Linked DNA regions of Mus musculus: all the other regions are linked to region 3. The links are chromatin contacts, called in public Micro-C and promoter capture Hi-C maps. All regions are on one chromosome and are shown on one strand. The core of a region is the stretch at or near the end of the contact, and the rest is flanking DNA. Distances in the headings are between cores, read along the strand shown.

Region 1 (2,749 bases), core at 79-2,578, 340 kb after region 3:
CATCAGATCCCATTACAGATGGTTGTGAGCCACCATGTGGTTGCTGGGATTTGAACTCAGGACCTTCCGAAGAGCAGTCGGTGCTCTTAACCTCTGAGCCATCTCACCAGCCCCTTTCTTTCTTTTTCAAGACAGGGTTTCTCTGTGTGACCCTGGCTGTCCTGGAACTTTCTCTGTAGACCAGGCTGGCATCATAGTCAAAGATCTGCCTGCCTCTGGCTCCTACTCAAGGAATGCTGGGAATAAAGGTGTAGCCACCATTGCCCAGCACATTAGAATGTTTCCATCTACACTTTGTTAAGAACAATACGTTTACTGCTTTGCTGAATGGCTGGAGGCAGCGCTCCTGTGGGAACAGTTTAGAGGGCGCTATGAAACAAGCCTGGACTATACACTGCAGAGGAGGACGGCAGGTGTGCAAACGGTGTGCTGGGGAGGGGAAGGAGCTGCAGTACCTGGAAATCCCAGGTTCCCAGAGAGGATTGAGGACACACTATCCAGGAGTTCCACGGAGGCAGGAATGAGTTGAATGTGTTCACTGGAGAGAAACCGGCTCTCCGTTAGAACGGAGAGGGTTTGGGCCATGATGAGCAGCGAAGGAGGCTGGAGATCAGAGGTGAGAGGTGAAAATAGGATCCCTACGCTTCACATGTGTGTAGGATGATAAACCTGGACCCCGCGGCAGGCACTGCTAGGCCCTCACAGTGGTGTGCCTGGTCATCTTGTCTGTGTGGCTGCTGAAGCCTGAGAAGGTTCTAGGCGAGTCTTAGGAGGGCCGCGGGGGTAAAGACAGGGCACTGGGCAGGCTGGCTAATGGAGAGCAGGTTAGCCCCAAGGGTGCCAGGAACTGTGGTTGTCCTACTCCTGCTTGCTGGCTAGGCAGCGCTCTCTCCCTCCTCCCTGTGCTGGCCTCTGCTTGGTGTCCATGCCTCCTGGGCTTCAGATCAGCCAGCCTCACAGGGTGCACTTAACGACAAACTTCAGGTTTGTGTGTTCATTCCACACTTCACTATTTTATTTGTGGTTCTGGGAATGAACTCCAGCGCCTTGCCCACGCGAGACACTCTACCCTCAAGCTTTATCCCCAGATGTTTGCTCACTGACTGGTTCGCTTATAAAATGGTTACAACGAACTGCTAGGAAGGTGAGAGGAAGGCTGTAGCACCAGGCCAGCTTGGGCTCTTGTGTGTAGAGTCCACAGACTGCAGAGTTTAAACTGCCAATACCCTGTTCAGAACAGCAGACTTTGCCAGAATAGGTGAAACACCTTAGCTAGATGCTCAGCTAGCCTTGGCCAACCAGCCAACTCGGGGGTGGGGCCAAGGCCTGGGCGGGGCTAGTGGGGGCGGGGCTAACAGGCAGCTGGTGTCACCAGCTCAGCAGCAGGCAAAGAGGCTCAAGAGGAGTTTGAGAGTGGAGGAACTGCACACCAGCCGCCGCGGGAGTAGGAACCCGAGAGCGACCCTGACAGTAAGCTCCGGGGACAGCAGCGGCACTCCAGCGTGAGAGTTGCGAGGGCTTCGCGTATCTCCCGCAGCTAAATGCGCTTCCCCTTATCCTAAGACCGATCCAGGCGTGCAATAGGCCATGCTTCTTAGTCCTGCATCTGATGCTCCATCCTCTTCCAGGGGCGTCAACCCCTTGCTTGCGCTTCGGAAGCAAGGGGTGGGTGCTGCGCCTGACAGCGATGCTGGCTCCTCAGCCCCCTGGTTTCCCCGCCCGCCCGCCCCCCCATGCATGTTTGTCCCTTGGGTTCCAGGCTTGCTACTTGCCCAGGCACCTGAGCCAATCCAGGTAGCTGAGGGCGCCGTCCAAGTGACTCTTAATTTTAACTTCTCCAGTCTGCACCTCCCGTCATTTAAACTTCCGGCGGCCAGAAGTCTGGATAGCCTTTCTGGCATCTGGTTGGCGGGATCAGGAGGGAGGTGGAGGGATCCGGTATGTATGCATGCGCGTTGACAGTAGGGCTGTGCCTTTGCTGGCATTCTGTGCTGCTGGCAGGATTGTAGAGATGGACATCTGCGACATTTGCTTCTCTGCCTCCGATTTCGGCCTGATCTTTTTTTTAAAGTCGCAGAGCCCCAGAGGCTCACATTGTTTTTACTGTGACAGTGACTTCCTCCCTCAAGTGGAGGCTTTCACTGGCTGTGCGTGGTCTGACTTCACACAAGACTTGAAGCTGAGGGGGCTGGGGGGAAGGGTGGAACAAAAACGTGGGCGTGTTCAGCAAAGACTTTCCATTCCCTAATACCCACACCAGGCGGGCCACGTGAGGGCTTCCTGTGTCCCTAAAGAAGTATGTTCAGTGCAACCGTGCTCAACGACACGGACTGACTGTTCAGACACTGCCCCCCACCCACCCACCCTGGGGATAGCAGGGAATGTGTTCTCATGGGCTCTGGGAGCTTTTGAATGCAGACAACAAACAAAATTCAAGGTCCTGGGTCAGATCCCCAACACCACATAATAAATAAACATATCTTTGTAAAATATAAATTATATTTGTGAGCTGTAGGAAATAGGAGGTCATAAAGAGGGAGCAGGACTGTTGACTAGAGAGGAAGAGGCCACACTTTCACACTCCAGAGGGTCAGGAGGGTCAGGAGTGCGCCTCACTACTCAGTATCCAGCTGCACAAGGCTGAGGAGAACATGCAAAGGCCCTGAGGCAGAGGTGCGCCTGCTGTGGGTGGCTTTTATGTCCTCAGTTGCCCTCTGGAAGAGAGACCAGAGTCAGTGAGGAGGCTCCA
Region 2 (2,863 bases), core at 230-2,729, 420 kb after region 3:
ACTTCCAGGGTGGCAAGACCCAAGACCAATGGCCAAGATTCCTTAAAAATCCTCAGGGAGAGTTGTAAGCAGGAAGCCCATGAACAACATGAAAAAGAAGTCTTTCTTTCTACTCAGGAATTATAAAGTTTGCAATGAGGCCCTGAATGCTAACTCTTGCACACTTAGTGGTGACTTTGGAACCCTGTGCAAGAAAGGAGCTGGAGGGGTTCCAGAGCGTGGCAATGCTGGCTTCTTTCTGGAAGGTTTTAGGAGAGGATTGGGGGAGGAATACAGAATCAGGCTGCAGAGACTAGAGAAAAGAAGCCCAGCCCGAGGTGCCTTTCTTAAGAGACAGATGCATTTGTGAGGGGTTCCGTTCAGTGGAACAGGAGTCTGTGAATATCCTTGTCAGGACTGCTGAACCCTGGGGCAAGTGTTCAGGGAGTTGTCACCTTCCTAAATGGCTCCAGCCAGTGTGCTCACTCTCTGGGATAGCAGAGTGGTTGGTTACCTGAGAGGCCAGCCACACCTATCCTCAGCAGACATCTCCCTTGCCTGCCTGTTCAGAACCAGCATCCTTCTATCTCCAGGCCTAGGTACCACAGGACAGTAAGTTTATGGATGTGGCTGTGCCCATGAGGGCTGCTTCCAGCTGGAAAATGCTACACCACCACACAGGCCTTTGCTACTTGACAGCTGGATACCTGTTCTCTCTCTCAATCTCTCTCTCTCTCTCTCTCTCTCTCTCTCTCTCCCAAATTCTGTCACCCAGGGCTGCCTCTACCCAGCCACTGTTCTCTGTCCATGGCAAGACATAGTCAGCCACTCGTCCAGGCAGTGACCCCAGGAAGTTCTACCTGGCCCTGACTGCTCCAGGGGTTCTGTTTTCTTCCACTCTCCTCCCTCTTCTCTGCTCCTTAATTTACCAGCAAGCACAGCCCCGCTTTTCCCATCCTGAGACTCCTTCAGTGCACAGCCAGATCCCCAGTGCCCACCCTCCCAGATCTTCTCCCCTCTAACATCCGCCTCACCCTGTGCCCCCCACCCCCATGACTGACTCTGAGCACCACAAGGCAAGGGTCCATACACACCACAGGTGGAAGGAAGGCATGATCAGCCGGCCTTTCCTAGAGACCAAGGACAACAGGGGAGGGCTCACCTCGAAGGTTCTGGCTGAACCTCTTGCCTCGGGAGCGGCTGGCATGGCTGTGTTGTAGCAGGGCCACATACTGAGTCCTCACGTGCGAGGGGATGACCATCCCTTCCACATCAGCCTTGTCCAGGACTGGCGGTTGATCGAGCTGCAGCTGTTGCAGCAGGCTGCCCAGGATCTGCTCTCCGGTCAGGGCTTCCCTGAGGCTAACCAGCGACAGTGCCCAGAGTGCCCAGCAGAGCCACAGGAATGGCATGGTGCTGTCCGGGAAGAGGAGCCTTGGATGTGTGTGTCCCTGAGGTGTCCTGAAAGGGTCTTGAGTCTGCGGAGGAATGGTACGGTACGGAACAGCTTTATAGCTGGTCCTGGGGTGGGGGGCAGGGAGGAAGAAGAGAGGTCACACCCCTGGGACCTCCTGGGAGCTCAGCATGAAACAAGCCCCTGAGTCCTGAGGAGGGGCTGTCTAGAAAGGACACAAAAGCCTGTCTGGACTGAGAACATCTGGTCACCGCTGTCTGTTAGCCATATACTTCACCATTGACTTAAGGGTGTCTGACCAATTAGGACATTCAGGACAGGGGTGGTAATAGCTCAGTGGTAGAGCAGCACCGGCCCTGCACACGTGAAGCCCTAAATTCAATCCCAGCATGGGATGGAAGGTGGGTCCTGGAGACGACGCGGAGGTCTCACGTTCTCTGCTGGATGCCTGCTCCCAGTGTCTGGAATGTGCACCTGTAGTCTTGTCCATCACTGCTTCTAAACCCTGGAGAGAACCAGATGTCAATCAACACCTGGGCTCTCCAACTGACTTGCTTCCCAGGTGTGCAAAAGACTTTTCTAGGGCTGATAAGAGTGAGGCTTCTCCACTTTGGGGGCTGGGGGACCTTCCTTGGTTGCAAAGCCTGGGACTCGCCAATGAGCAACCTATCCTTTCCCTTTCTTGCTGTAGGAGAATTGAAAATCTACCCCATCCCAATCTCTGAGCCAGAGTACATCGGCTCAGACGAGGGGCAACATAGTTAAGATCGGTGCCCACGAAGGGCTTTCCACAGCTCCAATTATTTTCTGCTAAGTCCTGCCCAGGGGTGTGTGTCTGGGGTGGGGACAGGGTGTGTGGCTGGGTTGGGGACAGGGGCATGTGGCTGGGGTGGGGACAAGGGTGTGTGGCTATACACCAGTAATATGCTAAGCCTTCTCCAAGACACAGCTGGGATACCCGAGTGTGAATTTGTGGCTTTGTGCGCTGGAGAAATAAAATTGAGCAAGCTGCCAGGGGTAGGGCTGCCAAATAAAACCCGTACTGAATCTGGGACTTGGTTACACAATATATCAGTCACTGTTTACCTGGGATTTGCATTACACCAGTATCTAGAGGTTTTATTTGCAGATTCAGACAATCTTAGTCGGGGGATAGATGAAGAAACCATAGTGGATTGTAAGACTCGTCCCTGGTGTGTTCCCTGGCTCTCCAGCAGGGCCACCCTTTGTTATGCAGAAGAGCAGCTGCCTTCCCCATGGCTCCTGCCCAGGTCTGACCCAGGTCAGGCTTGAGATTGGAAAGCAGGCCCCAAACCAGGAGAGGGGGGCCCTGGAATGAAGTCTGCAGCTTCTGACACGATGCGCTGCCTTTCTTGGCTCGAGACCAGTGTAAAGGACCCAGGGGTGGTCAGTGGCCCAATCACGAGGGAAATGAGGGCTAAGTAAGAAAAGAAGCCTGGTGTTTCCTAC
Region 3 (3,096 bases), core at 260-2,759:
AGCACCTAGAGCCTTATTTATCCCGGTCTTCCTCCGTCCCTCTTCTCTCTTCACTCCCATCTCTCTTGATTTCCCTCCCTTCCTGCCTGGCCTCTCCCTGCTTCCTCTTTCTTACAAGGCGCTCTGGTTGTGTTTCCACTTCGTCTCCAATTATGTCTAAACGCAACCCACCACAGATGCTGACATTTTAAATGTTTAGTTGTTATAGTTACTTGACTAATTGCCTGGGACACTGGCAGGGCTTCTTCTCTCCTGCAGGCAGGAGAGAAGGGAGTGGGGTGCGGAAGCCCAGCAGATGGGGTTTTGAGCCACTACTCCTGGCCTGGCTGGGACACCTTGCCACGCCCAGGAATGTGCCCCGCAGGGAGGCTCCACCAGTCACTGGCTCCAGCCAAGGCAGGTAGGCGCCCGGCGCGGTACCGCCTGGTCTCAGGATGCCAAGAACTGTGTCTCCTGCCCCGGGACAGGGGAGATGGACAAGGTCTGCCCAGAAAGTACTTCTGCCTGACCTCGCGGTCCGCCCACGCCTGCTATGTCTAAAAGGCCGGTGAAATGAGGAAATGAGGTGGGCGTGGGGGGAGGGAGGACTTTGGGGTACAGGAGAGTTAGAAGCCTCTGCAGGTTACTCACGTGCCAGATAGCGAAAAAGATGAGCGCAGCGCAGAGCACCAGGGACAGCATGTAGCAGAAAGCAGCGAAAGTGAAGGCCATGGCTGAGGACCCCGGATCCCACCACACACAAAGCCGCTCCCTGGAGACCAGTGCCTTCCCAATTAGCAGTCAGAAAGATGTCTAGTCTACACACTCCGGGTAAAAACCCAAACGACTAGAAGCACCCACGACAAGCAGAGACAGAGTTGAGGGTCAGCGAAGCCCGGACGATTCTGGCAGGACTGGAGACCCGGGACTTGGAGCGCCCACAGGCACAGAATGCCTCTGGTAGCAACAGTCCCCCTAGCCGAAGAAGAAACCTAACCAGCAGAGAACACCTGCAGACCAGTGTCAACTAGAAAGGTTCTCGAAACTAACAGGCACCGGGTGCGAGGACTCCACTCTGGACCAGGCGAGGAGGTCCGGTCCTCTGGAAAGAGCTCTCTCTGTTGGTGCCCAAGCAAAGAGGTGGGGTGAGCACGACACCCAGACTTCAACAGCCTCCGGCCAGGTGCCTGGACTCCGAATCCCAAAGCCGCTCTGTCCCCAGAGCACAAGTCTTGAGGTGGGCCAGGTCCCGTTAGCCCTGCGCCCCGGGCTGGGGTCTCCCAGCGCAGCTATGCGCACTGAGATGCATCCGGCCCCGGACCCAACCGCGTCCCCCGGCCGCCGGCTTCGGTAACCCGGTGCCTGGGAAACTGGGTCGGGCCGGGGCGGCGTGGGCTCCAGCCTGGAGGGCCAGCTCCCGGCCAGGCGGCTGCGGCGCGGGTTTCCGGCCAAGAGCGGCTCGCAGCTGAATGGGGCTCCACCTGCTGCTGCTGCTGCTTCTGCTGCTGCCGCGGGCGCCGCGAGGAATGCGGCGCTGGGACCCCTCCCTCGCGGCGCCCCACCCTCGCCGGCTCCAGAGCGCGCCCTCCCCGCGGGCGGAGACTGCAGCGGCAGCGGCGGGGGCCAGGGAGGCGGCGGAGAGAAGATGCGGTGCTCGCCCGCCTCTCGTAGGAAACTTGCGGCCCCGCGCGCGCGGAGGCGGGAGGGGCAGGGACTCTTTGAGCACGTGCGCCCGGAGAGAGTGGGAAGGCGGAAGGCTATGGCGACAACGCGTCGGCCGCCCCTAGGCTTCCAGCCCTTTGGAGCACACCAGAGCAGGGAAGTGAGGGATCGAGGGAGTGGAGGGCTCCTGTTGGTTGGGTCCTGCTTAGGCAGATTTCCCAAACTGTAATCTACTTCTGATCTAGGGTGCCTTTACTGCTCTACCCTGTGCCCCCCATAGGATTCTGAATCAGCGCCCATCCCTCGCATCCTCCACTATCCTGCTCCATCTGACCTTGGGATTATTGGAACCTGGTCAGTGGGGAGTGGGAGGTGGGGGAGGAGGGGATAAGGCAAGGGTGCAGAAAGTGTTTCTGTGTTGCTCTGTGGCATTACTAAGAGCTTACATTACTAAGAGCTTACTGTTGAAAGCAGACTCGCTCCTACCTCCAACTTTCTTAGCCTCCTTAAATAAAACCTGAATAGCAATTGAGTGTCTTCAAACCCAACAGGACCTAGCAGGGAGCAATTGGTACCCAGTCAATCCGTAAATGTAGGGACCTCTGTCACAGAGGTTAAGCATCTTAAAAAATTGTATCATAATTGCTCAATAAAAAAAAAAAAAATCCAACCCTGCAGATAGAACTTGGATTTCAGATGAGTCAGCACAGGAAGCAAGAAGAAATGTCCTGAGAGACGAGTAGCAAGCAAGTCCCCCGGGAATCTGAGGTGCACCTCAGAACATCGGATTATGTACAGAAAAGAATGCTTCGCTCCCATCCTCCCCAACCTCTGGATCTTACAGGCTTTGGCCCCTTTTCTGCCACCTCTCCATGATGGTCCCTGAAACTTAGGGAGAAGGAGTGTGATATGATTGTCCATTTGTGGCTGGCTGAGCACTCCACTGCACTTTGACAGGTCATGTATTTACCTTAACTGCCCTCCACGGCACAAAACAACTTCCCTCATGAGATCTAAGAGCTGCACCAACCTATAGGTATAGAGATACAAAGTTAGAGGACAGTTTGATACTAGTTCCATTTAGCAAAATTGTAGAGAGTGTCCTCTGGACATGAACAATTCCCCAACCATGGATTCTGGGCCAGATATATAGTAGCAGGCATGAGTTTCCTCCTCAAAGACCTTAAACCCAGTCGGGAAGCAGCTGATTGCCCCTTTAACATTCATGCCACTGTTGTGCCCATGGCATATCTTGCCACATTGTCATTACTCAGATTCATTGGGTTCACAGCTGGTTAAGACTGTTGATGAGCCACACATACACTCAGAAGCCTGCATAGCTCCTTGTGGTACTATGAAAGGTAGAAAGCAGAGAGGAAACTCCCTAATCAATGCTAGCTTGATTTCTCCATCTCCTGTCTTCTGCAATAGAACCTTATCATCAAGTTCTGGTGG
Region 4 (3,195 bases), core at 674-3,173, 450 kb after region 3:
TCACTTTGGGGGCCGGCTGGAAAGCCATCAGCTTCTAGAGGAGGAGAGCAAGCCAACTGAGTGTCCAGGACATAGCTCCCTCGGATCTGAGCCACTCCCAGGCCACCCCTCCTCTCACACAATGGGCACCGGGGCAACAGCACCTTCTCCACAGAACTGATGGTGACCCCGGCTGCACAGGAGACCACGATGTGCCTCTCCTGCACGTCGGCTCCAATCTCATCCAGGATGAAGGGGATGATGTGGGGCTTCACAGCCAGGAACAGGACGTCGCTGTGCCGCACAGTGTCCTTATTGCTTCGGGTCAGATTCACACCCATCCTCTGCAGTAAGGAGTAGGGGACCCTGTCCGTAATGCTAGGTAATATGGCTGAGCCCGTGCCACCCATAGAATAGCAGACCCTCTCTGTCAACTGTAGCCAACACTCTGTTCTGTGCCTTCAGGGCTCCGTGACTATCCCCAAATGGCAGCTTTCCTTTCCTGCCACCGGACAAATAGGTACAAAATGGTAAGCTGCTCCACCATGGCCAGGAAAGTGGCTGTCCCCTCAACCCCAGCAATCTCGAACCTCTCTGCCAGGTGAGAGAGAACTGATGGAAAGAGCTGAGCACCCAGAGTCTGGAAGCAGAGCTGCAAAGCCCACTCCCAACCTCACAGCTGTTTACCGGAGTAACAAGTCTCCACGGGGCCCCCTCTAGGGCTCTGAGGTGCATAGCTGGGGTCCTACAGCGTTGGGGACATAAGCCTATACTAGGCACAAACAGTATCCACAGTGCTTCATCTGCTCACCTGTCCCACATTGGCCAGATGTTAGAAGACTTGGGACATTAAGCTTTATTGAATAAAGAAACTACGTAACTCACCAAGTCCCCTAGCAACGCTGTCATTTACAACATCGGTAAGCAGAATTTTCCAGACTTAGAAGCCAACACGGGCTATGCAGTGAAATTCAAAGCAGACTAACAAAAAGAACCTTTTTTTTTAAAGAATTATTTATTTATTATATGTAAGTACACTGTAGCTGTCTTCAGACACTCCAGAAAAGGGCATCAGATTTTGTTAAGGGATGGCTGTGAGCCACCATATGGTTGCTGGATTGAACTCAGGACCTTCGGAAGAACAGTCTGTGCTCTTACCCGCTGAGCCATCTCACCAGCCCAAAAAGAACCTTTCTTATATGCCTACTTTCACCCCAGTAGGATCCGACACTAACTTTGCCTGGGAGCTCCCACCACACAAGGCTGCCTCAGAGAAGGTGCAGGGCTTACAATGATGACTTCCCTAAAGGAGAGTCGGAGCCTGCCAGACTCAGGGCATCTCCGGACACGCTTTTCCTGGGCCTCTTCCTCTTGCCCACTTCCCTCCATCCCTCCTAGCCTACCCTGAGCGCAGACACCGTGGGCAGGTCCATATCCGGGGAGCTGGCTATTATCTTGTGAGCCGACAGGACGCCTACAGAAAACAAAGTTTTTCAACTGTAGATCATGGCCCAATCATGCAGTCCATCAATGGAAGCCAACAGCAGCTCTAGCAGTGCCGGCCTCCGACGCTATGCTCCCAGCAGATGGATGCAAATCTACCATCCATTCACATTCACTCATCGCCCACCCACCCACTCACTCACTCGTTCACTCTGGTGAGAGGGAAGGCTGACCACGCGCTCACCCGCGGCCGTGAAGCCCCGCGCCAGAGCACAGGCCAGCTGGCCTGCGCCGATGAAACCCACGCTCATGGCCGCAGGATCCCGGCGAGCGCCGATCCGGGGACTCTGGGGATCCCGGGGTCAGTGTCCGCGCGTGGAAAAAGATGGACCCGAATTGCTCGGAACAGCTTTCAAACCGGGATGCACCAGATGAACTGCTAGAGAGGCCCCAAGTATCCCAGAGCATCCACCGCCAAATACGCAGCCTCCGGTTGGCCACGTGTCCAAGGCAACCAATCCGAGGCTCGGGTCTGGGGCGGACCAATCGGCATCGCCGTCAGGCCGTGCGCCCGCCTCCTGATCGCGCAGCGGGTGGAACCTGTTAGCTCCGCTGGTGCGGGTCTGCTTGGCCCTGCCTGGGACACTGGTAATTCCTGGTTAGAAGAGTTGGTTTCTAACTCTGGTTCAGGAGTGAGATCTCCAAAACGCCTATTAGAGATGTACCCCTCATGGACACCAGGCTACAGCTAGCCAGCTTCGGCATGCTCCTTCCGAAGTAGAACTAGGTAGAAAAGACGAATTACTAGATCATGATTTGTTGATTTATTTAGTGATTTCCTTAAAGCACTGCTTGCACGGCCTGTTGGCCAAGCATGACTTCTCTTGCTACCCGGAACAGGGCGACCTGGAGAAACAGCTGAGACAGTGAGAAATGACTGCTTGTTTGTCCACCCCACCTTGTGGTTTTAGAGTATACAAAGAGACCCAGCATCGAAGCTTTTCAGGAGCTGTCCCGAATCACCAGTGACATCTCCTCTCTTCCATTAGAATTGTATTGTTTATTCCCAGAAAGATTTCTCGAAACATGTCCAGACGCACCAGAGGGCTCAGGAACAGCCACAAGTTGGGTTTGACTTTTGGAAAGTGTTTCACTATGTAGCCCAGGCTGTTCTTGAACTAGTGACCTTCCTGCCTCATCCTCTTGAGGGATGGGATTATAGGCGTGTAGTACATACATTTCTATAGTATACCAATCATAAGCAGTTTCCCAACGCCACCGAAACGTTATTTTACACAAGATTCTAACGTGTATTTATTCCATTAATGGACGAACCAAACAGTTAAAGTGGAACGATTTTTTTTTTCTGGCCAGAATCTCTTGCTTTGTTGCCCAGGCTAGACTTAAGTTCCTGAACTCAATGGACCTTCCTACCAGTCTTCCTAGAATTGGAAACTACATACATACTATCTGCTTTCTTGTATTCTGCTACAGTGAGGTAGATGAATAGCTACCTTCCCACCCAGCCATTTGGGACACACCCTCCAGGAGTGCCCCACCCTGACCCTACCGTCCAGCCCTTCCCTTCCGGACCTCCCAGCCAATAGGAAAACCAGTTCAGCCTCCTCCCTCCCCTCTCCCCGGGTTCTCCGCCCCCAGCATCATTTTTATCAGTGCCTCAGGGCCTTCACCCTTGTCTTATCCTTAAGTAACACGCCTGCCCCTTCTGAGAATTAGGAAGAACCAGACAATGGGACAGAGTACTGAGGTGTC

The links. Promoter capture Hi-C pulls out the DNA fragments that hold promoters and counts their contacts. Hi-C and Micro-C count contacts between places; a contact is called where the count stands out from the background.
Region 1: a Micro-C map of embryonic stem cells shows a contact between it and region 3, with 1.5 times the contacts expected there. The contact joins the promoter of Ephx1 here to the promoter of Cnih3 in region 3. A contact is called at or near these places in 1 of 484 Hi-C or Micro-C datasets (embryonic stem cells), 2 of 115 datasets of contacts at active chromatin or transcription factors (embryonic stem cells and pancreatic cancer cells) and 2 of 9 other capture datasets (adipose tissue and embryonic stem cells).
Region 2: a promoter capture Hi-C map of embryonic stem cells shows a contact between it and region 3. The contact joins the promoter of Lefty1 here to the promoter of Cnih3 in region 3. A contact is called at or near these places in 3 of 39 promoter capture datasets (the HPC-7 cell line, embryonic stem cells and hematopoietic stem and progenitor cells) and 1 of 115 datasets of contacts at active chromatin or transcription factors (pancreatic cancer cells).
Region 4: a Micro-C map of embryonic stem cells shows a contact between it and region 3, with 4 times the contacts expected there. The contact joins the promoter of Pycr2 here to the promoter of Cnih3 in region 3. A contact is called at or near these places in 2 of 484 Hi-C or Micro-C datasets (both in embryonic stem cells) and 2 of 115 datasets of contacts at active chromatin or transcription factors (large pre-B cells and pancreatic cancer cells).

The regions. Positions count from the first base shown.
Region 1 is chr1:181,016,148-181,018,896 of GRCm38.p6, reverse strand. It overlaps Ephx1 (epoxide hydrolase 1, microsomal), which reads left to right and starts at 1,328. Exons shown (of 9, transcript NM_010145.3): 1 at 1,328-1,470.
Region 2 is chr1:180,933,638-180,936,500 of GRCm38.p6, reverse strand. Lefty1 (left right determination factor 1) reads right to left here and starts at 1,479. Exons shown (of 4, transcript NM_010094.4): 1 at 1,142-1,479. The coding sequence starts at 1,391. The region is part of intron 1 of Gm39715 (a long non-coding RNA gene); the gene reads left to right.
Region 3 is chr1:181,351,041-181,354,136 of GRCm38.p6, reverse strand. It overlaps Cnih3 (cornichon family AMPA receptor auxiliary protein 3), which reads right to left and starts at 1,509. Exons shown (of 6, transcript NM_001160211.1): 1 at 631-1,509. The coding sequence starts at 711.
Region 4 is chr1:180,903,002-180,906,196 of GRCm38.p6, reverse strand. Pycr2 (pyrroline-5-carboxylate reductase family, member 2) reads right to left here and starts at 1,923. Exons shown (of 7, transcript NM_133705.2): 1 at 1,667-1,923; 2 at 1,383-1,453; 3 at 144-323; 4 at 1-34. The coding sequence starts at 1,733.